4 separate regions of the Mus musculus genome follow, and regions 1, 2 and 4 are each linked to region 3. The links are chromatin contacts, called in public HiChIP or PLAC-seq and promoter capture Hi-C maps. All regions are on one chromosome and are shown on one strand. Each heading gives the region's core, a stretch centred on a gene start, on an enhancer-like site or on the middle of the called end of the contact. The rest is flanking DNA. Distances are from core to core; before and after follow the strand shown.

Region 1 (5,386 bases), core at 567-3,066, 1.1 Mb before region 3:
GTGAAGTCTAGCTTCAGGCTTGAAGTTGGAACTTACAGAGCATGTTAACTATGCACTATTTCCAGTGATCTGAAATTACAAGAATGATCTAACACAAAACCAAACCATAAAGGTCTCCATTGTATAAAGGCTGCTTCAAAGGGCACAATCAGATTAATGACATACCCAGTTTATAAAAAAACAAAAACAAAAACAAAACTTCAAGCTGGGTGTAGTGATGCAGGCAGACTGCTACAAATTCAAGATCATAGTTTGAGGTCAAAATGGGCCACATAGCAAGATCCTATCTCAAATGCACACACATCTGTAGATTCTACTTTTCTTACATTTATTACAACCGACCTAAGTTAACAGTTCTCAAACTTCTCGGCAGTGTTCCTGCACAAAACAGTGATGGTTACCTTCCAGAGATCTGAACCTCTAACCTAAGGCACTGTTCAGTAGAATTTTTTGCTATTTGCATTTTACCTTTAAAGTGACTAAGACCAGGAGATGAACAGCTTAGTGGTAGAGCCTTCCCTTAAAATGCAGGAGGCCCAAATACTACCATCTCCCCCAATAAGCAAACAAAATTAACATGTATCACAATAGCCACTGTAAATGTATCTGGGTTCTTCTAAAAAGGACAGCTAACATTTCTAGCAGTAAGTAAAATGAATGTTCCTGGTTTATCCCATGGCTCTGCATATATGCCTGGACCTACCTCCAACCAGCATATGAAAACCAGAAACAAACACGGTTAACTGTCCAGCTAATGAAAAGGGCCGTTTAAGCCATGACTATTGACAAAATCCTGCATGTTTACTTGAAAATTCGATAACCTTAACCCTCATCAATTCCAAATTAGAATCTCATGGTGCTTTAAAAATGTGTTTCAGTTCCATTACGAAATCCCTCAATTTTTCCAGTTCAACATTTTTATCGTTGGTTCCTTTTATAGGTACCATCACATCGTTTATAACAGTCAAAATGCATCTCGCGTTTTAAATGTTTTGCCTCTGAGTGATTCTTCATGTTTTGTCTATCCACCCTGCCAATGTACTATTTTCCAATGGGCAGGGCTTCATCCATCCCTCAAGGGGCTACACTCCATCCTGGCTGAACGCTACAACAAAGGCGAGCAGCATCGCTTAACTAGGGGGTCCCGACTGCCTCTACCGGGCGCCCAGGCAGAACCAACGCTTTGGATCACTGGGAGCTTGGGAGCGAAACGCCAGCGCCTCATCAAGGCAAACAGTCCTAATTACAGTGTCGCCTGCACCCCATCATTAGCCCCCACCGGGCAGGTTTCCTCTCGGACAGCAGCCAACATCTCAGGCCGGACAAGTTCCTCCTGGACCCTGGGCCCAGCCTGCCTGAGCCCGGCCTCTCCCTGCTGACCCTGACCCGGCCGCGGGTGTAGACGCGGCCGCACCGGCTACTCAGCTCCGCCCGTCCCAAGCCCCGGATGTGACGGCAGGTCGCCCCGGGGCGTTCGCCCCCCGGGACGAGCACCGGTGTCCGCGAAAAGGTGGCGGAGCTTTCCCACCGGCCCGCTGCCCACCACGTACCCAAGTGAGCAGGCTCTCGCACAGCTCCACCCGCTCCACAGACTCCACGTTAAACATCTTCCTGGGGTGGCCGCAGCGTCTCCCTTCAACCAACCAGAAGCCGCGGCCGCTCGGCTCGGGGTTTGAGTCCGAAGGGGTCAGGCAGCAGACCGGGCGTCTGGCGGACCTTCTCTTCCGTCCGTCCGCTCCCGGGGCGCGGACGCTGGCAATCGCTCCGCACTGTCACCAGCCCCTCCTTCCCTCGCTCGGGGCCGCGCACTCCCTTGCGCGCACCCGGCGCCGCCAGCCCACGCCCTCTTGCGCGAGCGCCGCGCCCCGCCGCGCCGCGTAGCGCGAGTCCCGAGGTCCGAGGGCCACTGCGCACGCTCGCGCTCGCTCAGCCCCGCCCCTAGAGGCGCGCTCCCAGAGCCAGTCCAAGGCCCGCGGGCGCGCGCCCCGGCCGGGCCCTGCGGTGGCGGCCGGTCTGTGTGTCTCTCCAGTCCGCTCACCCTCGCCGGGGCTCCGCACTGCGCGTGCGCTGACGCCGGCGCTCTGGCTTAAGAAGCCGCCTGTAGTTTGCACGGGAGGAGTAGCTAGGTAGTCCCCGGAAATGAGCTCTATGCCGACCCGCCGACTGGCCCGGTAGTTCCTCGGCCGCGACGAGGTACGCGCCCCCCTCTCCGGCCGCGGGCGTGTGCCAGGCCACGCCCCCGCACGGGCGGGCCGGGGACCCGCGGACTGCGGGACTCGGCGCGGTGGCGGTGGGGGGAGCTGCGGGACCGCGCGAGGGTAGGCTCCGCGCCCACCGCTTCCCTCCGGAAGCCGGAGCGCAGCCTTCCCTGAGTCGCCGGAGCCTGCCCAGAGTCTCCCTCCGGGCGAAGGTGGAACGGCTGACGTGGGCGCGTCTCGGAGGCTGGGGGCCGGTTTGGCCCGGCTGTGGGGAGCCCGGCGTTCCTCCTTGGAGCCCCCTTCTCCCACAAAAAACTTTACCCAAAGTGACAGAGGGTGGACGCCAGTTCCCCAGTGCGTAAGGACCCTTGCTGTTCCTAAGGCCTGCTTCTTGTGCTAGGAGTTGGCTTCATTGAGGTGCATCCTTGCCCGACTTTCGATTTTTTTTTTTTAATACAAGCCTTGTAGAAGGTTTCATATACGTTTTTAAGTCGCATGCAGAACAGTGCGTAGCAGTACATGTTTGAGGAATATTAATAAAATGAATTGCCACATTCCCAAGAGTTCTTCCATCCATACCATCTCTAATCTGATTTTTGTGATAGGCACTTACTTTATTTTAAAAGCTTTCCCTTTTAGCTTTTTAACCAGATGACTATGCATGTAGTATAATTTTCCTTTGTTTGATTTTGAACTTTTATGAATGGATATGTATTGTGGCTTTGGCTTTTAAATAATATTAAATTATCTGCAAAAATCCCATGATTGTCTAATATCCTATTGTGTGACTACAGCCTTGTACCCGTTCTACTATTGATGTGCACTTTGTTCCAGCTTAGGGCGTCTAAGAATAATGCTATAATAAACAGTCGACCTTAATGCAAAGATATTGGCGTTTCCAAGACAACAAGATACAAGATATATGCTTTGGAGTCCTAGGAGAATCTTGGATTCAAAGGTATGCATAACCACCAGATCATGCAGTCTTTGATTAGCAGTGCCTGGGAAGAAGTTATCTTCCCAGGGCACACCTTCACTTTTTTTTTTTTTTTCTTCAGTTCCTGGGGACTTCTTTCCCATTTGAAGTTGGTTTTCTCGCTGAGCTTTTAGGATTTCAAAAAAACATTGAGTTTTTGTTTTGTTTTGCTTGCGTGGTTGGCTGTGTGTGTGTGTGTGTGTGTGTGTGTGTGTGTGTGTGTAGCCCTGGCAATTCTGGAACCTGCTCTGCAGACCCGGCTGGCCTCAAACTCAGAGATCTGCCTGCCTCTGCCTCCTGATTGCTGGGATCAAAGGCTTACCACCGCTGGCAGCATTAAATTTTTTAAAATGATCCTTTTATCGACTACTGCTTGATGATCACATGTAATCGATCGTTTCATAGATTCGAAAAATCTTGGGCTGAGGAGGTAGTGCTAGATTCACTACCCTAGCAAACACCAATCTTTGGTACCAAAAATAAGCAAATAAATAACTGTATCTGAAGCCTTCTCAAAGGTTTTTCCTGCGAACATTCTTCTTAACAGGAGCAGAGATACCTTGAGAAATCCTAACTTTGAATCTCCTGTTCTTATGGTATCTATGTGGGTGCCTCTGGATCTTTGTCAGACTAGAGGTCCAGCATTCCATGCTGAAATGTTTCTGTAGAACCGGTGTCACCTTTCAGTGACTAAAGCTGATTAGGTAAACAGATAGTAAGTGTAGATTACATTGACTTCGGCCTTGCCTTTAGCTTCACGGCCACAGGTTTTAGCCATTTGGGAGGGACTGTGGTATCTGTAACCACTTGGGCTTTCAAAAGCTGTGATACAGTGGTGATAAAGTATGTCTTTTCAAATCTGTGAGTCTGCAGTGTTTTTATGCCCTGTGTAGCATTACTGGTTTATTTTATGCTTCTAATTACTTTTCGGGGCAGAAATGATATTAAGAACTCCTTGATAACGATTACAGAAGCCATCTGACCATCAGGATGCTATATGAACCCGGGGCAGGGGAGGGGGACGGGGGAGTTGGGTGAGGACCCGTTTTTTCTTTGTTATAGGAAATCTTAGTATTCCTACTAGAAAAGGGTAGCCCTTTCCATGACAGTGTTAGAAAAAGACCCAAGAGAGGGGAGTGGGCCTTTCCTGAGCTGTCTTTGTAGGCCTTGCCCAGATGGAGGTTAGTTCTCAGCTACAGCAGTCTGAGAGTTCAGGGGAAGATGGTGCTGCTGTTCCATATGACAGATTTTGGATTTGGTTGTGAGCACACATGTCAGAAACAGATAAGCATGTATGTGTCATTCCAAAATTAGACTTTATTGAATAACAATAAATACACAAGGTTCGGTGACATTTGTTATATAATCCTACCTACTTTGATAATCTGGCTGAGGGAAAAGTAGGTTTTCTTTTATTCCAGTCTTAATTAGTAACATTAACTCTCCTATGATATATCACAAGGCACAGGTAACTAGCTGTGTGTGTGTGTGTGTGTGTGTGTGTGTGTGTGTGTGTGTTTTAAAGATTTATTTATTAAATGTAAGCACACTGTTGCTGTCCTCAGACACTCCAGAAGAGGGCATCAGATCTTGTTACAGATGGTTGTGAGCCACCATGTGGTTGCCGGGACCTGAACTTCAGACCTTCGGAAGAGCAGTCGGGTGCTCTTACCCACTGAGCCATCTCACCAGCCCGTGTGTGTTTTTAATGTGCATTGGAGTTCAAAAGATTTCAGAAAAGGGCCGAGAGAAACTGTACTGATAGATAATTGACCTCTTCTGGTGTGTCTGAAGACAGCGACAGTGTACTCACATACATAAAATAAATAAGTAATTCTTTTAAAAATTAAGAAATAAAATAAAAACAGCCATATGAACTGCCACCTGAAGCTGGGGGAGAAGAGCATTTGAAATCTAAGGATAGGCCAGACAGCCAGTGTAAGACTTTTCCTTTATTAGATATGGTCTTTTAAAATTAGAAATGCTATGGCTGCGATCAAAGTCCTAAAGACAGGGCTAGGAATGTAGCTTAGTTGATAAGGGTGCTTGCTTAGCATGCATAAAGCTCTGGGTTCCATTACTAGCCGCCACACAGACCTACTGGGATTGACACTGAATGCTGGACAAGCTGGCACACTACGTAAAGGTCACTCTACGGTAGATCCTCAGCCCTGGATAAAACCTTTCAGCCTAATAATGTACATAAACCCAG
Region 2 (4,861 bases), core at 405-2,904, 1.3 Mb before region 3:
AAGCAACTCCTCAGTCAGCATCTGGTCACTGGATAGGGTTAGAGTGAGCACAAAATACTACCTACTGACTTTTTTTCGGTATATTTAAAAATACTTCTCAATTGTCTTGAGATTGAAATATGATTACAGGGCTGGTGAGATGGCTCAGCAGTTAAGAGCACTGACTGCTCTTCCAAAGGTCCTGAGTTCAAATCCCAACCACATGGTGGCTCACAACCACTCCTAACAAAAATCTGACACCCTCTTCTGGTGTGTCTGAAGACAGCTACAGTGTACACATATAATAAATCTTTGGGCTGTTGTGAGCAGAGTTGGAGCAAGCAGGGCTAGAGCGGGCAGAGGTCCTGAGTTCAATTTCCAGAAACCACATGATGGCTCACAACCATTTGTATAGCTACAGTGTACTCATATACATAAAATAAATAAATTAATTAAAAAAAAAGAAATATGATTACATAATTTCCCCTTCCACCCCAGAACTGGGGTTCCTTGAGCTGCCATGTGAATACTGGGAATCAAGCCCAAACCCCTGAAAGGGTAACTAGTGATCTAAAATGCTAAGCCATCTCTCCAGGATCATGCTGTCTAGAAGGCCATGAAATGTACTCACGACGTGTCTATTCCAAAGGTGTCAGCGGTGAACCATTTTGTACATATCCCACACTGCAACTCCACTTCTCCCAACTGCCGCCCATTCTCCTCATCCACAGAGCCCGCCTGGGTATCCATCACTTCTGAAGTGTCTCCGGTACCTTCCTGGAGCCACAGGGCAATAAGAGAATCAAATGGCCTGACTACTTTTTAAAAAAAAAAAAATAGATTAAACATTTTAAAACCAAATCTAGTTCGCCTTCCAAAGGCCTCAGAGGAAATACTTACCAAAGTATCTTTTCCATTAGAAGATTCTGTCTCCAGACCACTTACATCAACCAAGTTTGCATCCCTATAATGAAAAGACAAACATCAAAATGGCCTTTCCTAAACAGAAAAACACAATGGTCCAAATACGGAGGGTATATCTTTTTCATGTCCTGAACGGGATGCCCACGAGAGAACAATCCTGAGTATTAGGAGGGAGGTTGTCAAGCAAGACAAATGTGTTCGCGGCCCAGGGATTCCTAGTGCACTGGGCTAACGACGGGAGGCTGCCGTCCTCAGTGCTTTCAGGACCAAGCATTGCAAGAGGGATCAGCGAGGTCTTCCGGGGCGCTAGAGGGGGAAACGCTCTTGGCTCACACTGGTGCTGATGGGAGCCGAGGAGCCGAGGAGCGGCTTGGAGTCCACAAGCAAGCAGCCAGCGGGGTTGCGGAGGGTACCGGGTGGGCGGGCGGGCCGAGCCGTTGGCTGCGGGACCTGGATCCGGAGGGCGACACCGGGCGGCGCGAGCCGCGGGCTTCCACGAGGGGCGGGCCCTCGCGCGTCCCCGGGGCTGCGAGTGGATTGCCTTACCCACTTTCGGCCTCTCCGGAGCTGGGCTCCGCTCCCGGGGCGGCTGACGGCCCCTCGCCAGCCCCCGCGGCCACCGGCTCTGTCTCTCGGTCCTCCGCCGTTGTGGCACTTGCAGCGGCTCCGGGACCAGGGCCGGCGCTGACTCCCGGACCAGGACCCGCTCCAGCCGCCGCCATCGCTGCTCCTTCCCAAGCTCTCGCGAGAATATATCTATGCGGCGAGTTGCCGCCACGCACGGCGCTCTTAAAGTGGGAAAGACCTTTTGTTGGGGGGCCCGCCACTTACTTGGGAAGGACGCACTTTGAGTCCGCCGCTTTAAGGCCAGAAAAAAAAAAAAAAAGAAAGGAAGAAAGAAAAAGGCAGGGCGCAACTCGGATTGCCCAGGTTTGAAGGGAGCCACTTAGGAGGTCTGTCCTTTGCTTTCCTCTTGGGACTTGAATTATTCAAAACGCCTGCTCATAGTCGTGGCTAAGAGTGGAAATCACGGCACATATGAGGATGTGAGAGACTCCCCTTTACACTGTGCGGAGCAGGCGATCATACTAAAACCCTAAAACGTAGGAAACTTCCAAACAACAACAAAGGAGCACTCTGGCTCACACCTGCCGGGAGCGTCTGTAACTGCGTAGCTGGCCGCCAGAAGCCCCGTTTCCAGGCGGCTTTTGGAGAGACTAGAGGTCTGATTCCAGAGAGCCCGAGGTAGTTGTGGGTGGAAAAGACGTTAGGAAAAGAAACATCTGGCCAGAGGAGGCTAGAAGTGCTGTGCGCTCGAGGAACACGAATTGCTAGTTCACGGAGGGAAGTAGAGCTCCAGGCGAGAGTGCTAGCAGAGGACAGAATTCAGCAAGGTTTGGGCCTTAGCGAGAAGGGCAGAAACGAGTAAGAAAGGGATGTCTGCTGGTAGCTAAACCCCTGGACTGAGTGCAAGCATATGGGTGGGCTCTAAACCCTAGCAAAATAGAAACTGCCGCCTCACCCCCATCCTCCGCGTGTGTGTGCGCTTTACGGATGTGTGCGCATGTATGTGGCATAGTGCACTGGACAGGTGAGAGGACAATATGGTGAGAAGAGCTTTCTTTCCCTCCACTATGTGAGTTCTAGGAATCTAGCTCAGGCTTGGCAAGCAAGTGCCGCCTTTGCCCACTGGGCCATCTCACGGACCATAAATTTGCTGTTTTAAAACAAACACACTTAGGGATTAGAGATCATTGATACTTTGCAGTTGTTAGGAGAAAGTGCCGCCATGACCAAAAATATCTTAAGCAAGGGGAGGGGGGATCTTGGTTGAGGGGGGTTCAAAGAGATAAGAATCCATGATGGTGGGGAGATAAGGCAGCAAGGATCTGAAATGGTGACTATCAGACAAGGCTGAGAGCTCGAATTCTCTATCAGAATCACCAAGCAGACAGGGAGAACTTCAAGGAAGCGGCTTCACTTTTTTCGTGTAAGCTTGCCCCCAGTGACTTACCTCCACCAGCAAACGTTCACCTCCCAAGCCTCCCTAGACATCATAACAACTGTTGTGTGAATGGGGACCGATCCTCCCCCCCCCATGCCCCACCTTACCCTCTCAAATGCATGACTTTTTAGAGATTTCCCCCTTCCATGTTAATATGTCTATTAGGATTGCCATAGTTAGATCTCATTTGGGCAGCCATATTGTTGTGACGTCATGGGTCGTTCCTGATAGCCATCACTTCATGGCACAGGTCCCAGTCCCCTGGCTTTTACAGTCTCTCTGTTCCCCTCTCCCTCAATGTTTTCTGAGCCTTAGGTATGATGTTGGAGATATACCCACTGGGACTGGGTACCCCACAGTTAACCAATCTCTGCGTTTTGACTAGTTGGAAACCCCTGAATAACATATTTGAAAACTGAATACAGCTATTTATAAAGCAAGATCATCTAGGGGCTGGGGAGATGGCTCAGTGGTTAAGAGCACTGACTGCTCTTCCAGAGGCCCTGAGTTCACTTCCCAGCAATCACATGGTGGCTCATAACCATCTGTAATGGGATCGGATGCCCTCTTCTGCTGTGTCTGATGACAGCTACAGTGTGTTCATATAAATAAAATAAATAAATCTTAAAAAAAGAATATCTACCATGAGCAAGTTGACTTTATTCAAGAGATGCCAGGATGGTTCAATATATTAAGTCAATAAATAAGTGGATTTAAAGACTGAAACCACATGGCCATCTCAAGTGATCGCAGAAAAATCTTTGCCAAAATCCAGCATGCCTTCATGATAAATCTCAGAGAGAATGAGTGAGTGAGAGTGAGAGAGAGAAAAGGAGAGAGGAAAGGGAGAGAGAAAAAAAGGAGGAAAGGGAGGGAGAGAGAGGGGGGGGAGGAACCATAGAGTGTTCCTGGCATCAGGCTGGTAACGATCATGAAGGCTACTAATTATTCTGCAATGCACAAAACTGTCCCCAACAGTGTTACTCTACTCAAAATGCCAACAGAGCCCAGACAGAGGAACCCTGATCAACAAAGAGGACTGAGTTCAGAGCATGGACACCTTACCAGTGGCTACACCACTGAAAAAATTACTTCCCCTATCACAGCAACCACTGCTTAGCAATACTCCTGAGGCCTCTCCCCATCCATGATAAAATGTTGACAGGGCCCCATCTTGTGCAAGTAATCATGGCCACTGTACTTCTATGAGTGCAGTGGTCATCCCATGAGCAGAAAGAAGACAGCGGTGCTGAGTAGGTGCTGGGACGTGGGTAGACACTAAGGCTAAGCACTCAACAGTCAGTCAGTCTTAGCACTGGCCTGTGACTTTCTGCATTCATCATGGCAAAAGGCAAGCTTCTGTGGCAGAAGGCTAAGAGCAGCACCAATCTAAATGCTTAGAAGGCAGTTCCATAACACGTGCATTTAGCAAAGTAAGAGTGGTATGTCCCAACCCTGAAGGTTGGAGGACTCAGATCAAAGCATTGAGGTTTCTTCAAGAACATAGCTTTGAATGTTAGCAGACTCAGCCAAACATCTGTCCAAAAGAACCAAGGACCTGAGAGACCCTTGGTAGAAACCACCACCCCTCCCATATGTCAAGCAATGGAGGGTTGCTCAGGAAATACAGCAAGGTCCCGAGTAAGCATTTTGGCAAGGACAAAACCCCAGGGTGGTGTCTCTGTCATTTCCCAAGGCCTTCAGGAAGGTTTAGTCAGTAGAGAGGGCGTTTGGGAGGGGTGTGGTAAAGTTGACCCTCACTCAAGGACACTGCTTGGCTATTCCCAGGGCTCTCAGGCGCCCCCAAACACACTAGGGCCTCTCACCTTGGAGCCATGAGTGTTTGGCTATGTTTACAGCTCCAGGCATGAATTCCTTCTTGTGGAGCAGGCCTCTGAGCTAAGCAGAAAGTACTTGGTTAACCCCGGAGTAGCCACATCTTATCCCACAGGT
Region 3 (5,514 bases), core at 884-3,383:
GGCTTCATTAATCCAGGAAGCAGCAACTCTTTACAAACACCAATTAAGGGTAGCAGCATGCTCCATTTATAAATAGGGAAACTGGGGTGTTTGGAGCCAGAGGAGCCCAGCTATGAGTCAGGGGCTAGTGGACGTCAGACCTAGGACTGGGAAACCCCCATCTCCAGCATGGAGATGCAATCTATCTTGCAAGGGGAATGAAATAGTCATATAAGAAACAGTTAAACAAGAGACGTGAACATCCATCTTGGAATGGGGCGAGATGAAGAGCTGGCAGTCAAGCCCTGCAAATGGCATTGAATCCAGAGAGGAAATAAAGTTAACTTCGGCTTCCCTTCCGCAGATACAGTCTGGCTTGTAAGACGCTGTGTTCAGAAATGCCTATTCATCGGTGGCCACAAAAACGACATCAGGTATTTCAATTCTAAACATTGCTTGCTGAAACAGATCCTACCCTAGCCTGGAAAATTCAGCTCCTCTGAATCCTGCCCCATCCCAAGACAAAGTTAAAAGGCCCAGTGTACCTGAAGTACCAGGAAGGAACATAAGGATATGTTTTTCGGCCCAGGGGGGTTTGGTTGTTAACAGAGCTGGCATCTATAAGGTCAAGCAAAGTACCCAGTTAGGCTAATCCAAGCTCTTTGGTACACGAGATAACCGTAATCAAAGGTTCCATTGGTTAAAGTGCCCTTTGCAAACACCAGTGAACAAAATAAAATAAAGTAAAATAATCTGAAGACTTTCAAGTGGCCGGGCGTGGTGGCACACGCCTTTAATCCCAGCACTCAGGAGGCAGAGGCAGGCGGATTTCTGAGTTCAAGGTCAGCCTGGTCTACAGAGGGAGTTCCAGGACAGCCAGGGCTACACAGGGAAACCCTGTCTCGAAACAAACAAACAAACAAACAAACAAACAAACAAAAGACTTTAACGTGAACTGGAGTTTGCCTAACTTTTTCTGCAAAATTAGGATGTCCTGTCAGAACCTTCAATTAAGGGGCCACAGGTAGGCTAGTGAGTAGCCACGGTACCAGGAATTAGAACCAGACAGAATTTACCAAACTCCAAAGAGCAACAACCTATTCTACTCACTTCTACTGAGTCAGTAACAGATCTTGGAACAATCATCGACCACTAATTCAGATCCCAGACAAACAACAAACTGTTCTAGCGTTCATTCCGAGGGGTCGAATCAGATGGGCATGAGAATCAGCAATCACCAGGCTGGTGGTTTTTTTCCCCCACTCTTGTCCTCCCAGGATCGTCCAGCTCTGGGGGCCCTAGGCTTTCACTCCAAATAGCTACCCTCCCTGGCCCAAGGGTTCTCAGCTCAAAGCCTCTCAAGTTCAACAAAATACTCAGGGGAGCGTCCATGCAAGATAAAGCGGATACCCCACCTAATAGGAATTCTCCTACCTGCATATTATTTCAGTTCACCAAAACTTCATCTAGTGCTTAGTGTGCTGTGCGGTCTAAGGGCGCCCTGAGGATTCAAAGGTTCTCCTATCTTCCAAAAGCCCCCATAACTGGGAAAGCTGGAAACTGACAGCCCGAAGAGAAGCTGGGTTAGGTGAGCCTGCGGGCGAGGGGGAGCCAAGGGCCATCCTCCCATAGCGCGGTAGCTGCCACTCTCGCCCCCAAGGTGCACTGCCCGAGCGTCCTTCCTCCCCTGGACTCCCCGCGCCCTGCAGCCACTCACTGCTTCTTCCTGCGGCCCTGGTCCCGGTGCAGCTCCCGCAGGTCCACCTCGGCGCGGCCCAGGAACTTATCGAGACCGAGCAACGCGCGGTGCAGGACGGTGAGCTGCAGGGTGGCGGCGGCGGCCGGCGCGGCCCCGGAGGACAGCAGCGGAGGCAGCTCGAAGGTGGCTTCCTCGCGCCACACGGGCGCGCCCAGGCTGCGCTCCGACACCGACGTGGCGTACTTCTCCTTGCCCACCTGGATCACCGCGTACGCGTCGCTCGTGCCCCCGGGTCCCTTGGCCCGCAAGCCCCGCGCCTGTAGCACCGTCACCTGCACGTGGGTAGGGGACCACATGGTCCCCGGGCCCCGGCCCGCTGAGGCCGCCAGGGACATGGTGGCAGACGCGGCACCAGGCTAGGAAGCCAGAAGGTAGCCGCTGTCCTCGGTCTGGACCGCCCACCGGGCTCCCGAGCCGCTTTAATGCTTCCGGCCACGCCCCCACCACGCCCCCTGCGCCCGCGCGCCACCTGCCCTGGGGGCGGGCCTCGCGGAGAAGGCGGGGACCTAAAGGTCACGTGGGCTGGCGCAGCCTGAAGAGTTTTGGATCAGAGAAGTAATGATGCACTAAGTGGTCCCCAGTTGTCTGAGTCCGTATGAGGGAACAGGAGCAAGCCTGATCCGCCTAGCAGCAGATGTGAGACTTTGCCTCAGTTTCTTCTTGCGTAAAACGAGGCGACAGTCACCCCTTGGATTGCTGTAAAGAAAGTAATACATTTAAGTTTATAGCATAGTTGCATGCCTATGGGAAGGGCTCCGAAAGTGGTAGCTATGCTTGGGTTATACCACACCACTCCAGGGATGCTTCTCCTGCTCTGGTCCCCTGGGTACTGCTCTGGAGGAAGGCGGGGAGCCAGGGATGTTGTGAGAGACTGTGTCGGGGAAGCGGAGGGTAGGTGAGGGACTAGCCTGTGCTACTCTGCCCTTACCACATAGGGTGAGGCTAGGTTAGGAAGAGCAAGAAGGGGGAACTGGAAACGGGGTTGCCAAACCGAACCCCTCGGTTCCCCATTTCTTCCTACGTAAGCCTCTTGCGTCCTCTCTGGGCTCCATCTCTGGCCTCCCACTCGGTTTTCTTGTTCCCAGTCAGTGTCTAGCAGATTGGTGACTTCCCTGAGTGTTTCGGGTCATCCTTCAAAGGCTGAAATCTCCGATGGTGAGTTATTCAGAGTGGAAATGTAACTTTGAAAGCCTTAAGGTTCAGGAAAGATGTGACACGTCCGAGTTCTTACATTAAAGCTGGGGATAGAGCCCTGGTGCCCTGGCTCCCATGCTAGAACTGAGGACACCTCCCGCGCTACAACACTTTAAAGGTTTCCAGACACACACACACACCCCTCCCTCTCCACTGAGCTCCCTCTGGTCGACCAGCCTACTGCTTTCCCGACTTCTGGAACCCCTGCAGTGTTGAATTACCGCCAGCTGCGGTACTTCTCACTTAGACTCTTGAAGGCATTCCTTTTTTGGGTCCCACCCCTTTGTTTTCCTTGACTTCTGGGTAAACAAACCTGCAGCCTAGAGAGTTTCTCTCCCTGGGGCCCCAGCTGTCCCTTATCTACCTCACTGCTTGTCACAGATTTCCACTTGACATAGCTGCCTGAAAGACAGGTGACTTGTTTAACTCCCTGCTTCTCAGTCTTGCGGGGGGGGGGGGGGGGGGAGAAAATAGGACTGCCAAGGTGGCTGGGTCATACAGATTATGAACACCAGGATTTGGAGTTATACATCAGTGTTAGACCTGGCGAGCTAGAAAGCTCACTGGAAGGCTATGAGCAGTGGCATCCTTAAACTGAGCCCAGTTGGGAGGTGGTGGTGCCTGTGAAGAGCATGCCAGTGACAGCCATTTGCCTTCATTTCCCCCTGGGGACTGTCTGCTCTCTGTCCCATCTGCCTTCACTTTACCCATCCTTGCTGTCTATACTCAGCTGGCTGTCCTGCTTGTCCAATGGGCCCTACTAGATGAACTCTACATCTGGGGTCCAAATTGGCTTTGGAAGTTTACAGCTCTGATTCCCTCCACACTCACTTATATATATATATATATACAGGGGTTGGAGAGATAGCTTAGCAGTTAAGAGCACTTGTTGCTCTTCCAGATGACCCAGGTTCTATTCCCAGCACACACATGGTGGCTCATAACTATAGCTCCAGAGGATCTGACAGCCTCTTCTAGCCTCTGCAAGCAAAACACCCATATACATAAAATTTGAAAATTTATAAATATTTATTTTTACTATTTGTACACACACAGAGAGAGAACAAGCTGATCTCAAAGGTCTCTTTGTCCTGTCTCTGTCCTCTGGGGGCTGGGATTACAGACATGGGTCATGTTGCCCAGACTCACATTTTCTGTGCTGCTTCCACGAGAAGCAAGCAAGGATTGACCCCAAGCTGGATGAGCAAGAGGTAGCATCTCTTCTCTCGTGGAAGGGATAAAGGGAGGGAGGTGGGGCGAGAAAGAACCACGAGCGTGCGTGACCTCATGTGTTTGGGTTTCTGTCAGGCAGAGACTCTGGCTAAGAGAGATGGCAGGGTGGAAGAGGGCAGTGCCACTTCATCACCAGCACACACCAGGGCCTTTTTTTATTTTATATTTTTGACTCTCAGTTGGGGTTCGCTGAGATGCCTGGGGCTGGGCTTAGCAGTGATGGGGGTGGTGACTGATGGGGGCGGGGCGGGGGGAGGATATCAGACATGTCAATAAAGAAGGAACAAGGTGTTTTCCAGCCAGATATGGACCTACAAGATGGCTGTTTCCTCTTTTTTTTTTGGGGGGGGGGGGGGCGTCACACTGTCTTTAAGACTCAGTGACTGAGTGAGAATCTGTCTGCTTTGACAACACTGTAACCTGACTAGGGATACACGGGCACAGTGACAAAGGCTACAAGACAGACAGTTGAGAAGGTTCTGGCCGCCCACCAACTAACAGCACCACCACTCCCAGGCAGCTGGCTATCCCAGAGGCAGGTCTGCAACCATAAAGGGCCATTGGGAATGTTTGTAAATACCTCCCGAGGTCAGGGCGGAGTGAAAGAACTGCACTTCTTCCCACCTGCCCCGCCCACTCCTGGGTCCACCTGCCCCGCCCACTCCTGGTTCCAACTGAAAGAGGAAGAGAGTTTCAGTCAACCCTGAGCACACAGACAAGGTGCTGGGCAGGTTAGACTGGACAGGCAGGGCAGCCGTCGTCCTGCAAAGGCACCAAAGCGTGGCTGGGAGCAGGAAGGCTCCCGGGCCTCTCCTCAAGCAGCGGCCAGGCAGCTCCGGTCCATCAGGAATGCAGATCTGTAGAGGCCAGCCAGTAGCTTCCTCATCCGTGCTGGGGGAGGGGAGAAGAGCCAGACAAGCAAAGGGACCCTAATCACTGCTATCCTAAATTGCCAACCACCGCCCCAGGAAGGGTTAAATCCAAAATGATCACTGGGAATTTTAGGTGGGTGATGTGGCAGGCAGTCCAGAGGAGGGGCTGGAAGAGCCTGGTAATAATGGCTGCCTGTTTTCATCCTTTGCTGCAGATTCCAGGGTGTGGTGGTGACAAACGTCCTGGTACAGTGATTCATTCACCCAGCTCTTGGTAAATAGCTCTCTAGCCTCTTGTGTCCAGATGCCTTGGCACCTGCCCACTAGCTGGGCTGTGACTGCCTCCTGTGTGACGGTTTGAGGAGCATGCAGGTTGGTTTCTGTCAACCTGACGAAAAACCTGGCTATATTTGGGAAGACCCGATACTCAACTGAGAAAAAACACCTCGATCAGATTGGCCTTATACGCGTGTCCCT
Region 4 (5,550 bases), core at 1,592-4,091, 1.4 Mb before region 3:
TTACAAGCAATTAAACACTCCCTAATTAAAAGAAAGAAAATTTAAACAGCTAGGCATCGTGGCACATGACTTTAGGATCAGCAATCAATCAGGCGGCAGAGGAAGGCAGATCTCTCTTGAGTCTGAGGCTATCCTGGTCTACTTAGCAAGCTCTAGGACAGTCGGGACTTCAAAGAGAAACTCTGTTTCAAAAAAAATTTTTTTTAATCTTCTAAAAATTATGTAAAAGATTGTTTTTGTGGTTATATTTTAGATGTTAACAAGAATTATCATTGGGAAACATTCAATTAATTGATTGATTAACTTATTTGTTAGAGAGAAGCAAGGTTTCACTGTATAGTTCTTGATGTCCTGGGTCTCACTCTGTAGACCAGGCTAGCCTCAAACTCAAGCGCTCCACCTGCCTCTACTTCCTGAGTGCTGGGATTAAAGGCGTGTACCACCACTGCCTGGGTACATTTAAATTTAAAAGGCACAATACCATTTCTAGAAAACTTGAAATCTGAAGTTAAAACTTTAATTTGAAACTAGCCTGCAGAGAGAAATTACATAAAGTATGACATAAAAGCAGGTGACCTCTTCCTGGAAGTTTCACACGGTCTGTTAGAATTGGGACAGAAGGAACGGAGAAAGCAGCGGGGAACCGGACGCAGAGGAATACCTCCAAGACTTGGCTGAAGCTCTCCGAGTAGGGGACATACTTATTGTCTTTGTCTCCCTTGTAAAACCACGTACACCGTCTCACTTCCGATGGCAGCTCGTCCCAGTACACAGCATACCGCATCCGCTCCCCTAAATGAACATCATATCTGCCCCCATCGGTGGGAACAATCCTCTCATTACAATCTTTTCCTATCAAGAATTGCAAAAAAGAAAAGAAGTCCACTATGTCACAACAACTCTCCCAAATACACTTGTAAGTTACAGTCCAAAACAGCCACAGGAGCTGTACACAGGCTCCACTTGGCTACATCAGAAACAGAATTTGGTTCCTAGGTTTTTTTTTTTTTCACTCATCCTTTTTCTTTTTTTTTGCTCATATTTTTTTCATGAGTAATTTTTAGTATTTCAAACCAATTATATTTTAATGAAAAAAGCAAATACTAGCTGAACATTTTTCCTCTTCTAAGACAATAATGCCTCTTATACACACTTATACACACACACTCACAGTCTCATACAGATACATACATAGATTTTTTCTGAAGTTTTTACTTGGATTAAAGGCAAATTAATAGCAATTATGATATATCCTCACTAACACTTTGTTACATGAGAACAAAAGCGACATGTTAGCTCAGTCTGCAATGTGACGACTCTACACACAAACTTTCTGACTAAAAAGTCAAACACAAGCTAGAATAGAGAAAAATACTTGATAACTATGCAGAAATTTAATACAGTTTTAAAAGGATGAAAATGGTGTAATTCTGAAATTTCATGTTAGTGGCTATCACAGTAGAGGATATTACTTGTTAGTTTTTATTAGAGTCATCAGTTTCTTCCTACCAGAGCCATATGCGTCTTCCAGCTGCTGTGAATCCTCAGAGTTGAAAGGAATCCAGAGCTCCTTGGAATCTAGTACCTTACAATAAAACCAATGTGGAGAAACGGGTTCATAGGAACTACTGGCGTCCATGTCTATGAGTTCGAAGGAACTACAAGAGTTCGGGGATGGGGACGGATCTGACTGAGACAGCTGCTCCTGGTGTGATTCCCCCGATGACATTTCGCTCTAGAAGACAAAATAAAAAAAACTATCAGGAGAATTATTTTGCATCTATTAACACTGTAATGTTCATATGCTCAATAACCATTTTTGGAAGCTGTTCTTGAAAACAGCAATATTTAAAAGCTACATAATTTTTATACACACACAATTATTTGGGGAGAGAAACAAAATGTTCAGCTCCATCATTCTATACTGAGCTTCCAATTCTCCTTAGAAAACTAAAAAATGTCTAATCATACAACAAGCTCTTTAGAAAACCCAGAAATGTCAAGAAACACACGGTCAAAACTGATTGCAACAGGGTGTTTTACCACAATTTTCACAATAAAAGTAGCAGCACCAGCGAAGGCTGGAAATTTCCTACCTCCAGGTGTGCACACTACAAACCATTTAGTGTGTCAGACAGTAATAACAGGTAGGTTTAAGGCCCCAGGCTCTATTGTACATTTCTAATTACACACACATTTACATAACTATTGGAATCTTACTATACAGAAAACAGAACTAATCGCTTAAGAACCATTTTGGCTGATCCTCCCAGTGTGCTTCAATACGGGCTCTGGTACATTTAACGCCCAAACAGAAACTTTGCCTGCAGGCTATAGCTGCGCATCGACCCACCGAGACGCAGAGCCAGAGTTTCGGATGAAAAGTGACAAATGACCTCAACTGCCCCCGGGGCGATGGATGTCGGGCGAGTTCCCACCGACCCCAGCACTAAAGCACCCGGCGGACTAGCGCTGCAGACATAGAAGCAGAACCCAAAAGCCCAGGACGGGAGATGGACGAGCGGCATCGCTGCACCGGGCACGGTCGGACCGCACAGCTCAGGAACCAACACTCCCCGGGCCTCCCCGTTATCCTCCCGAGACCTCGGCCTGCTCCCGCCGCCAGCTCGGGGCTCCGAGTTCGGGATCTAGGAGAGCAGCCGAGCCGTCCACGGATGCCCCGGGATACCGTGCACACTGGAGCCTCTCCACCCCCGGCTCGCCCCGGCCCAGGCTCCCGCGCGGACCTGGACTCGCTCGTCCACACCGCCGCTCGCGCTCTCAGCCCTCGCGGAGGGAGCCCGGGCCACATCGCCGCTGCAGCCTACCTCCCAAGCCGGGCGGGGCGGACGGGCGGAGCCTGCGGCCGCGCCCCAATCCCCACACCGCGGGCTCCTCAGCGCTCCAGCGGAGGAGAGCAGTGCGCCCGCGGAGGCTGCGCTCCCGGTGAGAGCCGGAGGCGCAGAAAGATCCTCCGAAGTGTCGCGAGATGTGCGGTGAGGACTGGGGGACTCGCGCGAGACCTGGCTCCTCCTGCGGGCAGACGTCGGGCGCCGGGCACGCGCCGGGCACGCGCTAGGGGCGTGGGGGACACGCACGGGAGGCCTTGCCTGCGCTGAGGCTTTGAAGGAGGAAAATCGGACCTTCTGACCCCTCATGGGTCCCGGCAACCCCGGTGGGCAGGACTGGGGTGACTGAAGGCTCTGTCTGTCTGTCTGTCCTCCATTCCCTCCCTCTATTTGGATTGAGAGGCTGTCAAAGTTATCCCTAAAGCCTAAGAGGTGAGTCTGACAGAATACGGATGCTGTAAGAGGCAGCAAATGAGGTTTTTGTTTGTTGGCTTTTTTGTTTTTTGTTTTTGACCTAGTTGATGTAGGGTGATGGCGGTGGCTATTCACGTAAGCCCAGCGCTCTGGAGACTGGCAGGGCTAGAGATGCGGATTGTCGCTGGAGCGCCTGACTAGCAGGTGCCACGGGAAGGAAAGACAAGAGGCTTTGCTGGTTTCTAACTTGATTATAAGACAAGGCTTCGAGATTTTTTTTTTCCCCCAGAAACTGAGAAGGAACAAAACGTGGACTTTTTTTTTTTTTAAAAAAACCACATAGTCTCTGCAAGTCAACACCTACACACCAATATCTGCACGTTAATGTAACACCATTTTTTGTGTGATTTTTTTTGTTGTTGTTTTGTGATGGCCTTGCTATGAAGCCCCATATTGGTCTCCGACCTTTAAAAATTACTACATTTATATATTTGTCTGTGTGTGTGTGTTAGGGTTTCTGTTCCTGCACAAACATCATGACGAAAAAGCAAGTTGGGGAGGAAAGGGTTTATTCAGCTTACATTTCCACATTGCTGTTCATCACCAAAGGAAGTCAGGACTGGAACCCAAGCAGGTCAGGAAGCAGGAGCTGATGCAGAGGCCATGGTGGGATGTTCTTTACTGGCTTGCCTCACCTGGCTTGCTCAGCCTGCTCTCTTATAGAACCCAAGACTACCCGCCAGGGATGGTCCCACCCACAAGGGGCCTTTCCCCCTTGATCACTAATTGAGAAAATGCCTTACAGCTGGATCTCACTGAGGCATTTCCTCAAGGGAGGCTACTCTCTCTGTGACAACTCCAGCCTATGTCAAGTTGACACACAAAACCAGCCAATGCAGTGTGTGTGTGTGTGTCATGTATGTGCTGCTTCATGTGTAGAATTCAGAGAATAACTTTCAGGTATCAGCTCTCCTTTCACTGTAGGGGTCCTGGGAATCAAACTCATGCCTTGTCCCAAGGGATTGTGCGTGCAGTCACGCTAGGCCACACTGGAAACCCTCCCCCCATTTGGGGGGCAGGAGCAGGGTGTCCTTAACACTGATATTTTAAAACATTTTAGATTTATTTTACTATGTGTGTATATAATGTGTGTGTCTGGTGCCTGTGGAGGTCAGGAGGCAGCAGATCCCCTGGAACTGGAGTTTCAGGTGATGGTAACTCTGGTTCTGGGAGCCAAATCCTTCCCATGCAAGAGCAACAGATGCTCTGTCGGGTCAGCTCTTCAAGCCTTAGACCTTACTTTTTATTCTGCAGTGCCAGAGATCAACTTCAGAGCCTTGGGTGTGCTAGCCTCCTGCGCTACACACGGAGCCCCCAGAATGATGCGGCTTCTTAGGGTGCAGTTTGGAATCTGAAAACATAACGGTTTTTTTCATAACCCATCAAAATATATCATTAGGGGGCTGGTGAGATGGCTCAGTGGGTAAGAGCACCCGACTGCTCTTCTGAAGGTCCAGAGTTCAAATCCCAGCAACCACATGGTGGCTCACAACCATCCTTAACGAGATCTGACTCCCTCTTCTGGAGTGTCTGAAGACAGCTACAGTTTACTTACATATAATAAATAAATAAATCTTTAAAAAAAAAACAAAGTATATCATTAGAATATATCTACCTTGGACTTGTGAGTTTTGTTATTGCTTTAGTTGTAAAGCCGATTTTCATTGTCTTTTGAGCTAGTAGCTTAGGTATCCCAGGCAGGCCTCAGACTCATTATGTAGCTAAAGATGGCCGTGGCCCTTGAACTGTGATCCTCATGAAAGTGGTTTTGCTTTTGTTACTCTTGGAAGCAGCTCCAAAATCTCCATCATCCAGGGGCCCTCTTTATGAACTCTGGTCACTCCATGTGCCTGCTCTGAACTTCGAACACAAAAGTAGTTAGCACACTATCTACCATGAATAGTAGTAGTTCATAGTCCTACCAAGGGAGATAACAGAGAACTTTATCTTAGTGGATGCTATAAAAGAGTCAGACACTACATACATTGACAGTAATCAAATACGCAGGTGTGTATCCGAAATCCTCTTTTCAGGGGGTCTTTGGCAGGACGGAAGAATCTGCTGTGTATGTGTATTTAGCATCTGTATTTTAAATAAATGCTCCGTGAGATTTAGATGCAAGTAGTTTGGATCTGTACTTTGAGAAACACACTGCCTCAAACAGAATAAATTAGGTTCATCCAAAGGCCCAGGAAGTAGCTAGTTTTAGGCAAATATTTATAATAGC

The links. Promoter capture Hi-C pulls out the DNA fragments that hold promoters and counts their contacts. HiChIP or PLAC-seq counts read pairs in DNA pulled down with a chosen protein or histone mark.
Region 1: an H3K4me3 HiChIP or PLAC-seq map of embryonic forebrain shows a contact between it and region 3, with 2.9 times the contacts expected there. The contact joins the promoter of Hook3 here to the promoter of Rab11fip1 in region 3. A contact is called at or near these places in 4 of 39 promoter capture datasets (the HPC-7 cell line, cranial neural crest, neutrophils and 1 more), 1 of 115 datasets of contacts at active chromatin or transcription factors (embryonic forebrain) and 2 of 9 other capture datasets (adipose tissue and liver).
Region 2: a contact with region 3 is called in a promoter capture Hi-C map of liver, with 2.1 times the contacts expected there. The contact joins the promoter of Ash2l here to the promoter of Rab11fip1 in region 3. A contact is called at or near these places in 2 of 39 promoter capture datasets (liver and pre-B cells), 2 of 115 datasets of contacts at active chromatin or transcription factors (embryonic stem cells and pro-B cells) and 1 of 9 other capture datasets (liver).
Region 4: a FOXA1 HiChIP or PLAC-seq map of pancreatic cancer cells shows a contact between it and region 3. The contact joins the promoter of Ddhd2 here to the promoter of Rab11fip1 in region 3. A contact is called at or near these places in 5 of 39 promoter capture datasets (the 3T3-L1 cell line, cranial neural crest, hippocampal neurons and 2 more) and 3 of 115 datasets of contacts at active chromatin or transcription factors (extraembryonic endoderm stem cells, pancreatic cancer cells and stem cell-derived neural progenitor cells).

The regions. Positions count from the first base shown.
Region 1 is chr8:26,117,408-26,122,793 of GRCm38.p6, forward strand. Hook3 (hook microtubule tethering protein 3) reads right to left here and starts at 1,817. Exons shown (of 22, transcript NM_207659.3): 1 at 1,551-1,817. The coding sequence starts at 1,607. Rnf170 (ring finger protein 170) reads left to right here and starts at 1,961. Exons shown (of 8, transcript NM_029965.4): 1 at 1,961-2,193; 2 at 3,033-3,156.
Region 2 is chr8:25,839,133-25,843,993 of GRCm38.p6, forward strand. It overlaps Ash2l (ASH2 like histone lysine methyltransferase complex subunit), which reads right to left and starts at 1,655. Exons shown (of 16, transcript NM_011791.3): 1 at 1,450-1,655; 2 at 880-943; 3 at 611-756. The coding sequence starts at 1,625.
Region 3 is chr8:27,172,513-27,178,026 of GRCm38.p6, forward strand. Rab11fip1 (RAB11 family interacting protein 1 (class I)) reads right to left here and starts at 2,134. Exons shown (of 6, transcript NM_001080813.2): 1 at 1,697-2,134. The coding sequence starts at 2,073.
Region 4 is chr8:25,751,439-25,756,988 of GRCm38.p6, forward strand. It overlaps Ddhd2 (DDHD domain containing 2), which reads right to left and starts at 2,842. Exons shown (of 18, transcript NM_028102.1): 1 at 2,748-2,842; 2 at 1,510-1,735; 3 at 662-852. The coding sequence starts at 1,729. Gm17484 (predicted gene, 17484) reads left to right here and starts at 3,042. Exons shown (of 2, transcript NR_154462.1): 1 at 3,042-3,281.